Linked DNA regions of Rattus norvegicus: region 2 is linked to region 1. The links are chromatin contacts, called in public Hi-C maps. All regions are on one chromosome and are shown on one strand. Each heading gives the region's core, a stretch centred on a gene start, on an enhancer-like site or on the middle of the called end of the contact. The rest is flanking DNA. Distances are from core to core; before and after follow the strand shown. Region 1 has its middle 36 kb from the start of Dcm5. Region 2 holds the start of Elovl6 (ELOVL fatty acid elongase 6).

Region 1 (7,910 bases), core at 1,823-4,322:
GAAGTTTGACCCCCCCCCCTTTTTTTTTTCAAAATCAGCTTTCAAGATGCATTCCTGTGGCAATTATCAAAAGAAAAGCCTCCAAGCAGTGGCTGATGTAGTGCCATATTGGATTTGGGCCTGGCCGCTTTGTAACTGCATGGCCACAGTAAAAGTTATGGGATTGTTGGACAGAGGCCTCTCCCATGTATTTACGGCACAGGAAGAAAAGACCAAGTAGTAAACACCCGATATCTCCACTGCATGACCTCTGCTGAGCCCGGCTGATGCATGTGGAACTGACACACCTGGACCACACCTGGGTGGTGGTCAATTTACCTCTGCCTTTTACTTCCTCAGCCTTTATCCTTGAGATTTAGGCTGGTCTTCTCGGATTTCTCCGTAATTAATTCAGGTCTCGTAGTTGGTCTTTTGTTACCGAAGTCATGAGCCAGGTAGTCACGAGCCAGGGTTTCCCACTGTGCTTCCCAGACATTTTCTACCTGAAGACTTGGGTATATAAGTGGTGAATAAAGCTACAGGAGTCTCTCACTCTTCCTCCTCACTCTCACTATTCCTCTCACTCTCACTCTTCTTCCTCACTCTCACTCTTCTTCCTCACTCTCACTCTTCCTTCCGCTCTTCCTCTCTCTCTCTCTCTCTCTCTCTCTCTCTCTTCCTCTCCTGGCTTGACACGATAACCTCTGTGTGTGTGTGTGTTTCTTTCATCCCGTAGGCTTTCGCCCGATTCTCGGTACCAGGTCGGTGCTGGCGCCGACAGGCTGAAACATTGACACAGCCGCCATCTTCCCAAGAAAACCTACACATTTTCTGGAACCTCTGCCTGAGTGCACACTCAATTCTGTATTTGTGGGGGAGTGGGAGAGACAATCTCCTTTAGATGTACCTACTGAGAGTTCTGCCGAGGTTTGTTTTCATGGTCTTAACTGTGTTTAGATGACCGTTCCCTCATTCATCAGTTTTACCTCTTATTTAGAGACAGGTGCTTCCTTTTAAAAATGCTTTCATAGTTTGATTTGGTTGGTACAAAACAGCAGTGGGCAGCAAGTGACTACGGTTCAAAGGGACTGTATCTGTCAGTGTGGGATGTGCAGTAGACCGTGATAGCCCTAGAGGGATGCATGCAAAATACACCTGAGGCAACCAGTAAGAGAGACAATAGAAACTATCAACTGCGTGGGTAAAAAAAAGCAAACTGTGTAATCACCTCTTCCTTGTTCTCACAAGGAAGTGAACACTTGGGTGTGTACCTATCCTGCAAATGGTGGTTGATTACACAGGGTCTGAGGTAGGATTGATGTGTGCCGTGTTACAGGGGGGAGGACACAGGCCAAGATTTGTAAAGGAATAAGCCATTGTTTCTCTCTCTCTCTCTCTCCCTCTCTCTCTCTCTCTCTCTCTCTCTCTCTCTCTCTCTCTCCCTCTCTCTCTCTCTCTCTCTCTGTGTATGTTTGAACAAGGTTTCATATAGTCCAGGTTGGCCTTGAACTCTATACTTGAAACTGGCTGTGAACTTCTGATCCTCCTGCCCTACCTCCCAATTGCAAAGATCACCCGTGTGAGTCACGATGACCAGCTCCTGATCTATTAATTTTGACTCTGCATTTATATTCAACTTAACTACTGAATAATGAATTGTATTCATTTCTTTCAAAAATCATCTAAGGGGGATGGAGAGATGGCTCAGTGGTTAAGAGCCTTGGCTGCTCTTCCAGAGGTCCTGAGTTCAAATCCCAGCAACCACATGGTGGCTCACAGCCATCAGTAATGGGATCCGATGCCCTCTTCTGGTGTCTGAAGATAGCTACAGTGTAAGTTATCTAAGGATGGAAGGGAGGTGGGGAAGAACTGGAAGGGGTAAATAGAGGGGAAACTATATTCAGATTACACTGTATGAGAATAGAATCTATGTTTAATTAAAGGAGGGAAATCAATTTAAATTAAATCTAACTCATTGTATAATCTATGGGTTCTATCTAACCGTTTTGTCTTCTTGTTCTAATAAAGAGCTCATTTATCAACAAAATGAAAGAAATCAGCCGGGAGGTGGTGGCACACACCTTTAATTTCAGCTCTCAGGAGGCAGAAGAAGGTGGATCTTTGAGTTCAAGGTCAGCCTGGTCTACAGAGTGAGTGAGTTCCAGGACAGTCAAAACTATGCAGAGAAACCCTGTCTCAACAAAACAGAACAATAAACAAATAACCAATAGAGAAGTTAAGATGTACGATAGAGATCAATTATTTTAAGAATGTAAATGTATAGTTAAACTGTCTGTCTTACACAACAGGAAGTTTTTTTTTTTTCCTCTCCTCAGGGAAAGCAGAGCTCCTGAAACAGAGGAGCAAAATCCTTTATGTATTTCTCATCAAGTTGCTGACATTTGCAGCCCAATTTCGATTTCAGTCATTTAAACAGGCTTACTGGTTTATGTGGGGCACATTTTAAACAATAGCCCTGGCAGTTTGAAATAGGCGATGTCAACACTGCACTGAATTGTTTCAGAGGTTTGTTTTCTCTAGCTGATTGTTTTGTTGAAGCAGCAAAGATAAGTTGGGCCCAGCATCAACATTGAAACCAGTTCAATCAGGATCTTGGCAATGCCCCTGCTCACACCATCCTGGGCTCCGTGTCTGCATGTGAGGGAGGCATGCACATAGAATGCCTCTGGCCAAAGAGAGAGGTCACCCAGAGCCTGGTGCAAGAGCCTGTGTCCTTTACTCCCTCTGGGTTGATGGTGTGGGGGGTGGCGTTCACCATGCTCATGAGAAAACTGATGGTGTCAGCATCTATTTAGTTCTGAGATCCCATCCCTAGGAGAGTAATGAGCAGACCAGCATTCTGAAAATGTACAAGGAATTGCATGAATAATTATTCAGCCGAACAGGAGAAATACGTATTCACACATTTGCATGATGTGTGCTTAAGCTAGGTGAGCCCGGCTGCAAGAAATGATTGACAGCCGCTTTCTCAGAACTCTCCCTTGTTTGGTGGTGACATTCTCTTCAGTGTGTACCAGTGACATGCTGCCCAAACCTCTCTGGAAGACCTTCCCCGCTCCCTCCCTTCCCTCCTCCCTCCCTCCCTCCTTGCTTGCTTTCCCCTCCATTTTTGTGTTTGCTCGCACATGTGTGCACTGCACTGAAGGTAAAAGATAATGTTCAACTTTTTTTCTCTCTCACCCCCTCCCCCTCCTCCCTCCTTTTATCAAACTGAACTTTCTCCTAGGCTAGTTTTCTGCAATGGTCCTCTAATTCCAACTACCGGAAAAGCTGAGGCAGTAAAAATTCAAAGCCTGACCTGACTGGACTTCAGAGTTACCTAAGACCAGCCTGGACATGTTAGTAAGACCCTGGCTCAAAATGGAAAGTAAAAAGAGGTTTGTGATGTAACTCAGTGGTAGAGCATTTGGCCAAGGTCTTTCTTCAGTCCCTAGTCCTGAAGAAAGGTTCTAAATATAGCTCCTGTCCCTCCTTTTCCGCCTGCCAAACCTTATGCACCACATTTTTTCTTATCTCTGCTAAAGGCAACTCCATTCTCCCAGATTCTCAGCCCCAAACTTTGAATCATCCTCCTGTCTTTGTTTGTTTGAGACAGGGTCTCTCTACTTACCTCTGGCTGTCTTAGAACTTACCGTGTACACCAGACTGGCCCGAGACTCACAGAGATCCTCCTGCCTCTACTTCTGGCTTCAGTGCCCACTTCACCCTTGTATCTTCCTCCACGCACTCACATCCAAGTAATGGCAGTCCGGTCACTCTCATCTCCTGCACTGCTGTCTTTCCCATCGGTGATTACTGAACTAGCCCAGGTGCTCCCCCTGCCTCTGGTTCTCCCCCTCTTCTCTCAATTGCATTGCTAGAATAATTCTGGAAAAATGACTCAAAGGGTTATTCCTTTAAGATGCATGACAAAGCACTTCTGAGTACAATTATAAGGCATTTGGGATTTAGTTTTACAGACCAGTGCAAGAATCATTGGTCTTATTGTCACAAAGGTCAATCACTTCTCCAGCCTGGATTTAGCATATTCAAGGGTGAGTGGGAATGTAGTGAGCCATATTGGATTTGGGTCTGGCCATTTTGTGACTGTATAGCTCAAAGTGGCTACGTGACTCTTGGCCACACATACTCCTCTAAGAGCCTCTCCCATGAATTATGGCACAGGAAGATAACATTCATGGGATGCTTCAGCCTAAGCAAAAATCAGTTATCTCCACAGTCAACACCTGGTGTCTCCACCACCTGACCTCATCGCCTGACCTCTTTGCCTCCAGCTATCACTGCCTATACCCTCATCTCCCCCTCCTTCAAGTTTCACAAAGGTCACTCCCCCTACTTGAAAGCCTTAAAAACTGTAACGTTCATCCCAATAAAGGAGACCTTGACAATAGAATCATGCTTGGTCTCTTTCTCTCGCTCCCTATTAGGCCCAAGGGTAGCGCCCCTTCGGAACCCTGAATAACTGGGTCCCCGCTGGCGGGGGCATGGGAAGTCAACCAGTTGTCCCTTTCTCTAGCTCAGGATATCCCAGCTTCTTGATTGATAGATGTTGGTTTGGGTTTAAAAATATCCCCTCCCTACTCTGCCTCCTTCCTTGCTCCCACCTTTCCTCTGTCTGTCTGCCTTCCTTTATTTCTTCCTTCCCTCTCTTTCTCCAGCTCTCTTTGAGACAGGATCTTACTCTATTCCAGGCTGGCCTCAAACTCACAGTGATCCTCCTGTCTTGGCCTTCAGTAAACCATGATATGAGTATGTGAAAATGTCATGGAGAAGGTCATTCACTGTTCGGGGCTGTTGTAGACATGAACTCACGAGCAGCTGTAACTGCCTGTGGAAAACCTGCACAAGATCTAAGCCAGCTAAATCCCCAGCATGGATGGGAAGGAGCTCACAAAATCCCTCCCCCATCAGAGGAGCTATTCGCAATTGAGAGTTTTCACAGTATGTCATGTTGCCCGCCAATCGAGAATATTGAGAGGGACAGGGGCAATTAGACTGATAAAGTAAAAACGATCTGGCAGTGGGTAAGAAAATGACATCTGGATGCTGGTCTTCAGGAAGAAGACAAAAGAAGACAATTATCTAGATGGCTGTCCTATATAGGTAGTATGCTTAGGGGAGAGAGATGGTTTTCTTCAGGATATGTGGTCCAAGTTCCAGCTCCAGGGGATGGTTCAGCACTCACACACACAAAGTGGCAGCACTAAGCAGACTCTCAGTGGGCTAAAACGAATAATAATTACAAGGACGTGGGAGGAAAGAGTGGTGGGCAGCGTGTGGGGGGAGCAGCAGGAGAGGAGGTGAAGGCTATAAGATCAACACACATCATATGTACTTATGAAATTATTTTCTGATTGTTTTTGAGACAGGGTATCTCTGTGTACAGTCCTGGCTTGTCCTGGAACACTCTCTCTAGACTAGGCTGGCCTCAAACTCACAGAGATCTGCCTGCCTCTGCCACCGAAGTGCTGGAATTAAAGGCATGTGAAATTCTTGTACAATAATTGTTTTTTTAAAAGAAAGTCAGACTGGAGAGAGATTGGCTCAGAGGTTAAGAGCACCGGTTGCTTTTCCAGAGGATCCTGGTTCAATCCTCTCCCAGAGGGCCTGTCACCCTTACACAGGCATACATGAAGGCAAAACATCAGTATATATAAAATGAATAAATCTTAAAGAAATAAGAAAAAAGTCATTGTGTTAAGAACAAAACAACTAAAAAAGCTGGGAAAATACCGGTAGCCATCAAAGCTGGATAGTTGTGTGGAGACTTATTGCCTCATTATTAATATTTTGTGTTTAAAATATCCACAATGACTGTTTTTTAATGAAAGGGGGGATTTGGGTGAGTGGGGAGGATTTGGGAGCAGTTAGGGGAGGGAGACAATAACTACATTATAGGGAAAAGTCCATTTTCAACAACAACAAAAAAATGTGCACAATGAAAAGATTTTCTTTTAAAAAATATGAACCAGCCTTTTGCTCACACTGTTTGGATGAAAGGGTGGAATCCTTTCTCCTCTCTATCCACTGAGTGTATTTCCTGAGCATCTGCTGTAAGGAAACCAACAGAACAGCCCATGTGGCCTGTCCTTGTAGTTTCTGTCTTAAAGTCTTTACCAAAACTCCCACTCTCTCCATCTCCGTTTTCCTGCATCTCTGTTATTTTTGCTTTTTTTTTTGGTCTCTTATTTTCTCCTAGATTTAAGTTGTTGTTTGTTTTTGTTTGTTTTCTTTTTTTTTTTTTTTGGTTCTTTTTTTTCGGAGCTGGGGACCGAACCCAGGGCCTTGCGCTTCCTAGGTAAGCGCTCTACCACTGAGCTAAATCTCCAACCCCATCTCTGTTATTTTTAATTGAGATGAACTTCTCATATCCCATAGTTACCTTTAAGTATATGTGTAGAGCATTCAATGTCATGGACACACTACCCCTAGCACTTGCATACTGAAACATTTTACCACCCCAAAGAAAAGAGCCACTATTTTCTTTTCTTTTCTTTTTTCTTTTTTTTTTTTTTTGGTTCTTTTTTTCCAGAGCTGGGGACCGAACCCAGGGCCTTGCGCTTCCTAGGCAAGCGCTCTACCACTGAGCTAAATCCCCAACCCCGAGCCACTATTTTCTTAAGAGGTCACTCCTTCAGTGACACCCCATATATGGGAGACTCCAGGTTCCCTGTGCCCTTTCATCTATATTCATCTATATTTTATTATTTCTTACAGCCAGGTACCAAAATCTAGGTGGCTTAGAGTTCTGGAGGCTGGATGCACGAGGTCAAGGAAATAGGTTGGCAGGGACAATGTGGTCACACCTCTCCCCTAGCTCCTGACTTGTGACTGGTGACACACTGGCCCTCATACATGCTAGGCAGTGCTCCCACCAGGCCACAGCCACAGCTCTGTTAGCAATCGACTGGTAGAGCTCCTTAACAGTGCATTGCTCTGACCTTAGCCTTCCTCTTCACATGCAGCCCTTCTGGGCCTATGCTCTCCTGATCCACAGAAGCTAAGCTGTATTGGATTTTAGGGCAGCCACACTCCCTTGTGATCTGCAGTGAAATTACTTCCAGATAAAGTCTTAGGTACTGGGTGCCCAAATTTCAAAAAATGAGTTTGTGGGAAGGGCACAGTTCATATTGGTGTATGTCTTAGTCAGGGTTTCAATTCCTGTACAAATCATGACCAAGAAACAAGTTGGGGAGGAAAGGGTTTATTCAGCTTATACATCTACATTGCTGTTCATCACCAAAGGAAGTCAGGACTGGAACTCAAGCAGGTCAGGAAGCAAGAGCTGATGCAGAGGCCATGGAGGGATGTTATTTACTGGCTTGCTTCCCCTGGTTTGCTCAGCTTGCTCTTTTAAAGAACCCAGGACCACCAGCCCAGGGATGGCACCACCCACAAAGGACCCTCCCACCTTGATCACTAGTTGAGAAAATAAATGCCTTACAGCTGGGTCTCATGGAGGCATTTCCTCAAGGGAGGCTGCTTTCTCTGTGATATCTGCAGCTTGGATCAAGTTGACACACAGAACCAGCCAGTACAGTGAACCACATAGTTTGTCTGTCATGTTTATTTCTCTTCAGTTGCCACGAAGGCAGGGATGGTCTATCCTCTTTACTGGCCAATCAACTCACGACGGGAATATAACCTCCTAGAAGAAATCGATACGTCTGTTGGGAATCCTCCTGAACCATTGCCATCTAGAACCGAACCAGCAGGAACTTAATATGTGTTTGTTAGGTGGACCTTTGACAATTGGAGTCAGATGGGCCACACTCTGATTTGCAGTGTCTGCTATAACCAGTTACAAAGACAAAGCAAGGCAGTTTTATTTATAAAAGTCAGGATCTGAAGGCAGTATCTGAGTATGTTTGCTTGAGGTGACTAGTTATCATCCTAAGGGCATACCATAC
Region 2 (7,910 bases), core at 3,177-5,676, 97 kb before region 1:
AAAAAATGTGAACTGCTGACACAGGTTTATAATGCTCTAGAATGCTGACATGCTACGCCATATTACTTTTTCAACTTCATACATAAGGATGTCGAGACACAATGTAGCTCCCTTTAAAGTCCCCTTTTCCCCTTCAGTAAAAATAAATTTGTGAGTTAAAAGTGTTTCCTCTGTTGGGTAGTATTTCATTCTGAAATTTGTCTCATAACCCTAGAATACAGAACAAAACGTGAAAAACAATAAGAAGCCTTCTAGAAATCACCGCGGGAGGAGAGGAGAAAGTCAGAAAAAATATACAAAGCACTCAAAGCTGGATGTGTGGAGGATGCCAGGAGAGGGGGGAGGGGCTCGTGAGAGTCTAGGCAAGCCCTTTGATGATGTCACCCCACATACATAATGTTACAGCAGTCAGCACAGGCCTCCTGCTTTCCTATTGGTGAACAGCGTGTCAGCCGACATCAGAAGATAATCATCATTGGCCAGGCAATTACAACCGGAGCAACTAGCATCCACTGTCTTAGCACAAACCTGGCAGGCTGCAGGAGAGGAGAAGGCACAGCCTGCTTTCCTTCTCAACGAAGTTTATGTCTTCTCTCCAGCCTTTCTGACTTTGCTCCCTCGCTTGCAGCATTTACCGATTGAGTACCTTGTGAGCGAGCACAAGTACTGGCCAGCCAGGTCATAAAAGAACAAAACGTCTATATGGATACTATTAAATCTCAAGGGGTTTCCAGTCTGAAACTGGAACTCCAAAATGTTATTTGGGGCTAAAAGGCAGGCAGTTTTCTCTACCTGATGTTAGAAACTGCACCAGATAATATTACCCAAGATATTTTTAACTGGGAAGCAGTTTCAAGAAAATCACACAGGGATTCTCCAAAGGAATACATATTTACCACTTTGCAGGAAAATTGTAATTGCAGTCTATTCTATAATGAAACTATTTGCTACAAAAGTAAAGTCTACACTGTTTCATATCTAAGCCAGTGAGTATCAGGTTAAACTAAGAAAGCAACAATAAACTTCAGGAGTTTGTCTCAGCCTAGCCAGCAGGAGTTTACACCTAAGACTACTCGAGACCTGGGGCCCCATCCCATGAATGGATGCTGAAGGAACTAAGGTAAGAAAGCATTGTAGGATTGGTTTTTTACCAACTCCTTATTCTGAGTGCTCCTAAATGAGGCTAGTTCCTATATACAGACTAGTGTAATGTAAGGCACCATGCCTGGCTCGCCCACTCCCAGATCTCAGCAGTGGTCAGATGCTGTGGTAACTCAGCTCACTAGAGATTTGTTACAATTAGCAGCTTTGTTTAGATTAGGTCTACCAGATTTTTAAAGAACAGTTGCAAATAAGTTCTCAAAAGACAGGGAGCGCACAGGCTTATCTGCATGTTTCTCTTTCAGAAGCTATTTGAAACCATTCTAAGTGACTAGATCAGGTGAAGATGAGACTTCATGGTTTTCAAGCCCCTCAACTCCCCTCTCAAGAGGGTATATACAAGCTTTTATGATGGCATTCCCGCCTAATGACATGAGAAGAGAACCTTCATTTTGACCAAGACATCTTGGTTGCTGGGGTTTGGGAGAGCGGGTAGGAAAGTTCTAAAATCAGGCTGTGAGGGGACTAGATAATGAAGTAGAAAGGGAACGTGGCTAGGATCAGCAAGGAAGGGACAGGCCTTTCCACTGTAATAAGCAATCCAAAAATATAACGCCAAGGATCAAAAGACCGAAAGGACATACATTCTACAGCGTGACTAGAATAGCATTCAAAACTCTAGCCAAGCATGCTGAACCTCAGGCAGGGATATGAACAGGTAGTGCTGGCGGCAAAACGAACGTTTTAATCGCTGGACTTTGCAAGCATCTGCCACGTATAAAGCACGTTACAAAATGCTTTGCAAACTCAAGACGGGGAAAAAAGACCAGAACCTTGCCCTCATCAGCCTGTGATGCGCTAAGAGACACACACACGTGTAAATATCCACCTTTAAAATAAGAAATAAAAATAATAAGTAAAATAAAATAACGAAAATGCTTTGTCAGGAAGAACAAAAGTACTGTTCAAGAGCTAATAAGCAGTGGTCAAATAGTAACAAGAGAAAAGAAATTAGTGTATTTGGGATATTTCCAGTCCCAATGAGGACCATGGACCTGCCTAGTTCTGACGGCGACTGTCACTTAATTGAGTGTCTGGAGAAAGAGGCGGGAAATGGTCCTGGGGCAGGCACAGAAAGTAGCCTTAAGGAAAAAAACGGGGTGGGGGTGGGGGGCAACAAACAGAGACAGTATGCACCAGGGTGGTGCAGCAGCGAGGGCGGGCAGTGAGTGCCATGCGCCTGCAGAGGCTGGGAAAGCCTACTCCGGAATGGCAGGCCCAACCGGGAGGCAGCAAGCTAGAGACAGCATGTTAGGAAACGCGAGCAGCGGGCTACTAGAGGAAGGCAGAGAAAGGCAGGCTAGAGCCCTGCAAGGGACGGTGACAAACAGTCTCAGAGAAGACCGGAGCCCTAGGCTGGCAAGCTGAGCTCAGGTCACCGCCCTCCAAACCCCTAGCGGAAGTGCACCTCCAAGCCCCCTGAACGCCAGCCCGAGGGGGCTGGGCTTCCTGCAGCGCTCCGGCGTCCCAATGGCCGCCCCCTTACAGGGCGATCCAGACTCCCCGCGGGTGCAATCCCGCCCCGGACCCGGGCCTGCGCCCTCGGCCTCGGCTTCCTGGAGGACGCGGGCGACCGCACCAAGGTGGCTCTGGGGTTCGGGGCTTCAGGCAGGCAGCCGCCATGCTACAGCCCAAACTCGCGCGCCCCGGAGTCTTGGCTCCGCCCGGTCGCCGCCGTAAACCGCCCAGGGGCCCAACTCGCAAGCTGAAGGCCAAGGGTGGGCGCGCGCCCGGCGGGCGGGAAGGGGCGGGAGCCGCCAGCTCCGGACCCGGCTGGGGAAGGCGAACTCCCGGCCTCCGCCTCCCGCAACTCCCCGGGCGGCTGCCACCACCCGCCCCAGCCCGGGAGCGCCGGCGTCTCCGGTTTCCCATTGATGAATGGAGGGAGGGAAGGCAGGTCGCGAGCGCCCTCGCACGCGGCAGCGGAACCTCCCCGAGTCCGGAAGCCCCCCGAGGGCCGGCCGCTGCGCAGAGGGGGTGGTGGGGTGGGGGTGGGGAGGTCGTGGGGCTCGCACTAAACCAGAGGGAAAGGTCTCCAACACTGCTCAGTCTACGGGAAGGAGGGAGCTCCCTTCTTAAATATTGCAAGGTGACACTGGATCGCCTCCCACACAGGGATTTTTTTTCAAGACTGACAGGAGGAACTCAGTAAACAAGATGTTTTCCAGCATTCGAAGTTCTGGGGAAAGACCTCCAAGACTGCCGGGCAAGAGCCTCCTAGTACCTAAACTGGCGCTCCGCACAGACAAGCGTGTCCAAAAGGCGTTTCCTTTACACAGAAACTTAATAATGGCGTGGCTCCACTTGCTCCGGTTCATTCATTTTTATTGCAGTTTTCATTGTCCCCTCCTCCCCGATGTCTTTATGAAACCGGAAAGTAATCTGAGTGGGGAAGGGGTCCAGGACCCTTGGGCATCTATGGCTGGAGGCGGCAGTCAAGGGAGGGCAGTAAAGTGGAAGAACTACAAGGAGAAAGGAAGGACACGAGGGATGGGGAGAGGGAAAGGACCAGAGAGAGGCGGGCTGAAGAGGGTTAAAGGGAGAGAAGACCCGGTCCTCCCTCCACAGCCTTGCACGCTCCAGTTGCGGGAGGCCAAGCAGAACCCCCAAATCTAAGCGAAAGCAGGGAGACAGACAGCACAGGTGGGGTAGCTGGATTGTAACATGCCTCCGTCCTCCGTAAATCATTCCAAGTACACATATTATACGTTCTACGTTATATAATCTACACAAAGATGCCCGCGTGGCCGCAGCTCACACAGGGCACCCCCAAAACACACGCTTCATGCAGCCTCAGAGTCTCCTGCAGACATGAGACCCTAGAACTCCGCGATCTGCTGGCTACCGCCGGCAATCCATCGCTCCGCTCACGCTCAGACTGGGAATACCGACATTAATGCACTCCCGGGGACAGTATCACGCGAAAGCATCACCTACCAGTTTTCCTGCATCCATTGGATGGCTTCATTCTCGTTGAACTGCTTCTCGAATTCATATTCTTGTAAAGTCAACACTGACATGTTCATTGGGGCTGATCTTCGGAGTCGCTACGTGTTCTCTATACAAAATAAAAAAATCTGTAAAGAGCCTTTTATTTTGAGTGCTCTCCTGTCTGCTTCCCCCACCCACCCCCCTAGGTATTGCCCCGCCGTCAGTCTCCTGGCCGATCTCTCTCCCAGCCTCAGCTACATCCAGGGTTGAGCATTGCCTGCGCCTCGGCTCCCAGCTCCTAGCTCAGGGGCTCTCCTCCCAGCGTCCGCATCCACCGTAGGAGGAAATGAATGCCTTGCGGTCTTAGTGCCCGCACGTTTGTCCATCACGCTTTTTACTCGTCTACAGGGAAATCTCCTCCCCCTCGTGCGATCCGGAAAATTAACCCTTTGCGCGAGAGGGCGCAGAAGAGCAAGACCTCCCCTCGCCCTGGGGGACAGTTTTGTTTACAAGAAGGTGGTCAGTGGACTGGGGGAAGGGCGCCAAGAGGGAGGAAGTGGCCTTGAGGTCATCCATCAGCCCATTTACCACCTCGTGGGCCTCCCTGCCTGGCCTTTGAATGAAGTTTCAGCGTGCGAGGCGCAGCCGGGAGGCCCGTGGACCCGAAATCTTGGCGAGTAAACGATTGGGAAATAGTAGAACCTGCCAGGCCTCTGGCATGAGAACTCCAGGCAAATGAATGAGAGGGTCACGTCGTACGAGCTCTCTCCTCACCCCCTCGACCCCGCAGCACTTTCTGAGACCACCTCTACCGGGCAGCTTAGGCGTGGATTTACCTTGACCACAGGGCCAGGTGGCCCGCGGAACCTTAAGGTCGTGTGCAGATAGGATCCTGAGGAAGATGACTTGGGAAGTCAAGGGTGACTGGAAGGCAGACGTGGAAGGGCAAGAAAGAGTTAGATGGAGGGTTTGGCTACCTGGAGGGGATATTATTGAACAATGGAGGAAAGGAATTTAGCATACAGAATTAGACCTACTGGTCTAATACCAAAACCTGTATGAGTTACTTTAGTTCTGCCTTATTCTTGTGAAATTAGGAAGAACAAATTAATGTAGGAGAGGGGTGAACGTAATGCTGATCCCGCTGAACACCAGCTCACAGCAATATCGTTTTAACCTTACCTTTCCCAAACACTCCTCTTATTTTCCCGGGAATGGTATTTTCATTTCCTAAAGGAAGAACGAAGTGAGAGCAATATGGCAACCTACTAGTTTATATTTTTAAAGTTTGTGATTTTTCAAGATGGATTTTTTTTATCTTGTTTTTTTTTTTTTTTTGGTTCTTTTTTTCGGAGCTGGGGTCGGAACCCAGGGCCTTGCGCTTCCTAGGTAAGCGCTCTACCACTGAGCTAAGTCCCCAACCCTTTTTTTTTTTTTTTTTTAAATGTTTTTGGTTTTTCTGTGTAGCCCTGGTTGTCCTGGAACTGGTTCTGTAGACCAGGCTGGTTTCAGACTCAGAGATCCGCCTGCCTCTTCCTCACTCACAAGTTCTGGGATAAAGGCCTGAGCCACCACAGCCCAGCTAATAACCTACTTAGTTTAAAAATATGTACATTAGAACCAGAAAGAAATTATCCTCTATGGTGTACATTTCCCCACATACCAACTAAAATGAAGAGTAAGCACTTCATTCAGAGTTAGATTAATCCCAGCAAGACATTGGAGGCTGAGGCAGGAAGATTGGTGCTAGTAAAATTGCCAGAAATTCAAGGTGAGACTGAACTTCACAGTGACATCCTTGCCCCACCCCCCAGTCTAAAGCGGGGGACAGGGGAGAGAATACCCCTAATCCTAATACAATCTGGAGTCAAAAGCATGTGGATCTTTGTGAGTTTGAGACTAGCCTGGTCTAGTAACAAGATCCGGGTCAGCCAGGGATACAGAATGACGCCTGGAGTTTTTATGTCATTGGATTTTTGTCTTTTTGAGACAGGGTTCTCTGAGTATCCCTGGCTATCCTGGAAATTGCTCTGTAGACCAATGTCGCCTCCAACTCCTAGATCTGCCTGCCTCTGCCCCCCTGGTGCTGGAATTAAAGGGGTGTTGCCATCACTTTGGGAAAAATGGCTCAGCATGAGGACTCAAGTTCAGATTCCTAGAACCTACAAAAGGCTAGCTAAGGGTAGCTTCTGCCTGTAAGGCTATCCTTGAGGCTGAGACAGGAAGTTCCTGATGCTTGCTGGTCAGCCAGGCAAATGTAAAATAGGAGCTTTGAGATCAGTAGACCTTGTCTCTAAAATGAAGAGGGAGTCGTCTTGAGAATGGCACACTCCATTGTAGCTCTGGCCTCGGCCACATGCACCTGCTCCCCTGCACAAGGAAGCAACCCTGCCTACACACACACACACACACACACACACACACAGAGAGAGAGAGAGAGAGAGAGAGAGAGAGAGAGAGAGAGGACACAGACATACAGAGTAAATAAATAAATCAGCATTAAAAGAAATCCTGTAGAGTATTACATCAGGCAGAGGTCTGGTTGATGATTAGGGCATTAGTGTCCCCTGACAAACCTCAAAGATTCCATGTAAAGATTCCCTTATCTCTTTGGGTAGGGATTGCTCTTACAGGGCCATGTGTCAGGTCACCCTGAATGACTTTGAAGAAGGCCCAAGACTGAACACTTGGCAAAATCAGTCTGAAAGGTGGAGGTGGCTGATGAAAGAAAGACTTCAGCCTAATGCCAGGGCCTGAGCCATCTTGCTTGTTGGTAAAGTGATTGGATGATTGAGTGAGGGAGACACCAGAAGAGTGGGAAAAGGAACTAAAGCCAGGCTCGGCCAATGTAATCCCAGCCCTAGGAAGGCAGAGGCCAGATCACCACTAGCCTGAGGCCTGCCTGGTCTACAAGCAGAGAGAGCTTCAGGCCAGCAAGGTTTATGTAATATATAGTGATTCGAATGCCCCTGTAGGTTTGGCCTTTGGAGTGCTTGGTCCCCAGTTGGTGGTGTTGTTTCGGGGAGTCTTAGGATCCTGGCCTTGTTGGGGCAGTGTGTTCCTGGAGGTCTGCTTTGAAAGTTTAAAGACTCTGTACCACTTCAACTTCTCTTTGCTCTTTGCCCAACTTCGATGATGTAAGCTTCCAGCTGCTGCCTACTGTTGAGAGTTTCTAGAGTGAAACACAAAGATTAAAATTAAACAGCATACTGCACAGAACCAGGAATGCCCTATCGACACAGATAGGTGCCCTAACATAGAGCCACCCACCTGCTACAGTTTTACGGGGACCAAATGCAAAAGCCCTGTGATACTGATAAAGGGGGTAGAGGGTTCGCACATAGCTTTTGTTTTTGTTTGTTTTTCGAGATACTGGTTTCACCCAGTAACCCTGGCTTTCCTGGAGCTCACTCTGTACACCAAGCCGGCCTGAAACTCACAGCGACCCACCTGCCTCTGCCTCCTGAGGGCTGGGATTAAAGGCCTGCATCACCACCCCTTGGCTCACATAGCAGTTTCTAGTCAGAATAAGATATAAACGGTACCTGGTCTCCAAAAATGAAAGCAATTGATTACTTTGAATTTGCAGGATTGAGGATGAAATGCTGTCAGGTTATTGATAAAGAATATATTATAGGACCAGGAGTGTCATATCAACCAGTGCCCTAACAGAGCCACCCACCCGTGGGTGATATGACTGGAGAATGGAGAGGTCCTAACCTTGGGACCTAAATGAACTAAGATATTGAGATCTCATCTAACTACGATGCAGCGGTGGGGGGTGGGCAGAGGCACTGAAAGCATGTTCAGATGAGGAA

What was found. Hi-C and Micro-C count contacts between places; a contact is called where the count stands out from the background.
Region 2: a Hi-C map of liver shows a contact between it and region 1, with 3 times the contacts expected there. The contact joins the promoter of Elovl6 here to the enhancer-like site in region 1. A contact is called at or near these places in 6 of 12 Hi-C or Micro-C datasets (the A7r5 cell line, Schwann cells, hepatocytes and 2 more).

What each region holds. Positions count from the first base shown.
Region 1 is chr2:220,636,408-220,644,317 of GRCr8, reverse strand. It overlaps the pseudogene Psmb7-ps1. Among named protein-coding and RNA genes, the nearest start is that of Dcm5, 36 kb to the left of the region's middle. Within about 2 kb of position 3,072, at least 2 of the 93 cell types and tissues checked have an H3K27ac peak or open chromatin away from gene starts, as enhancers often do. A contact at or near this core is called in hepatocytes and liver, where this site is marked.
Region 2 is chr2:220,734,611-220,742,520 of GRCr8, reverse strand. It overlaps Elovl6 (ELOVL fatty acid elongase 6), which reads right to left and starts at 4,426. Exons shown (of 5, transcript NM_134383.3): 1 at 4,370-4,426; 2 at 4,099-4,219. The coding sequence starts at 4,187.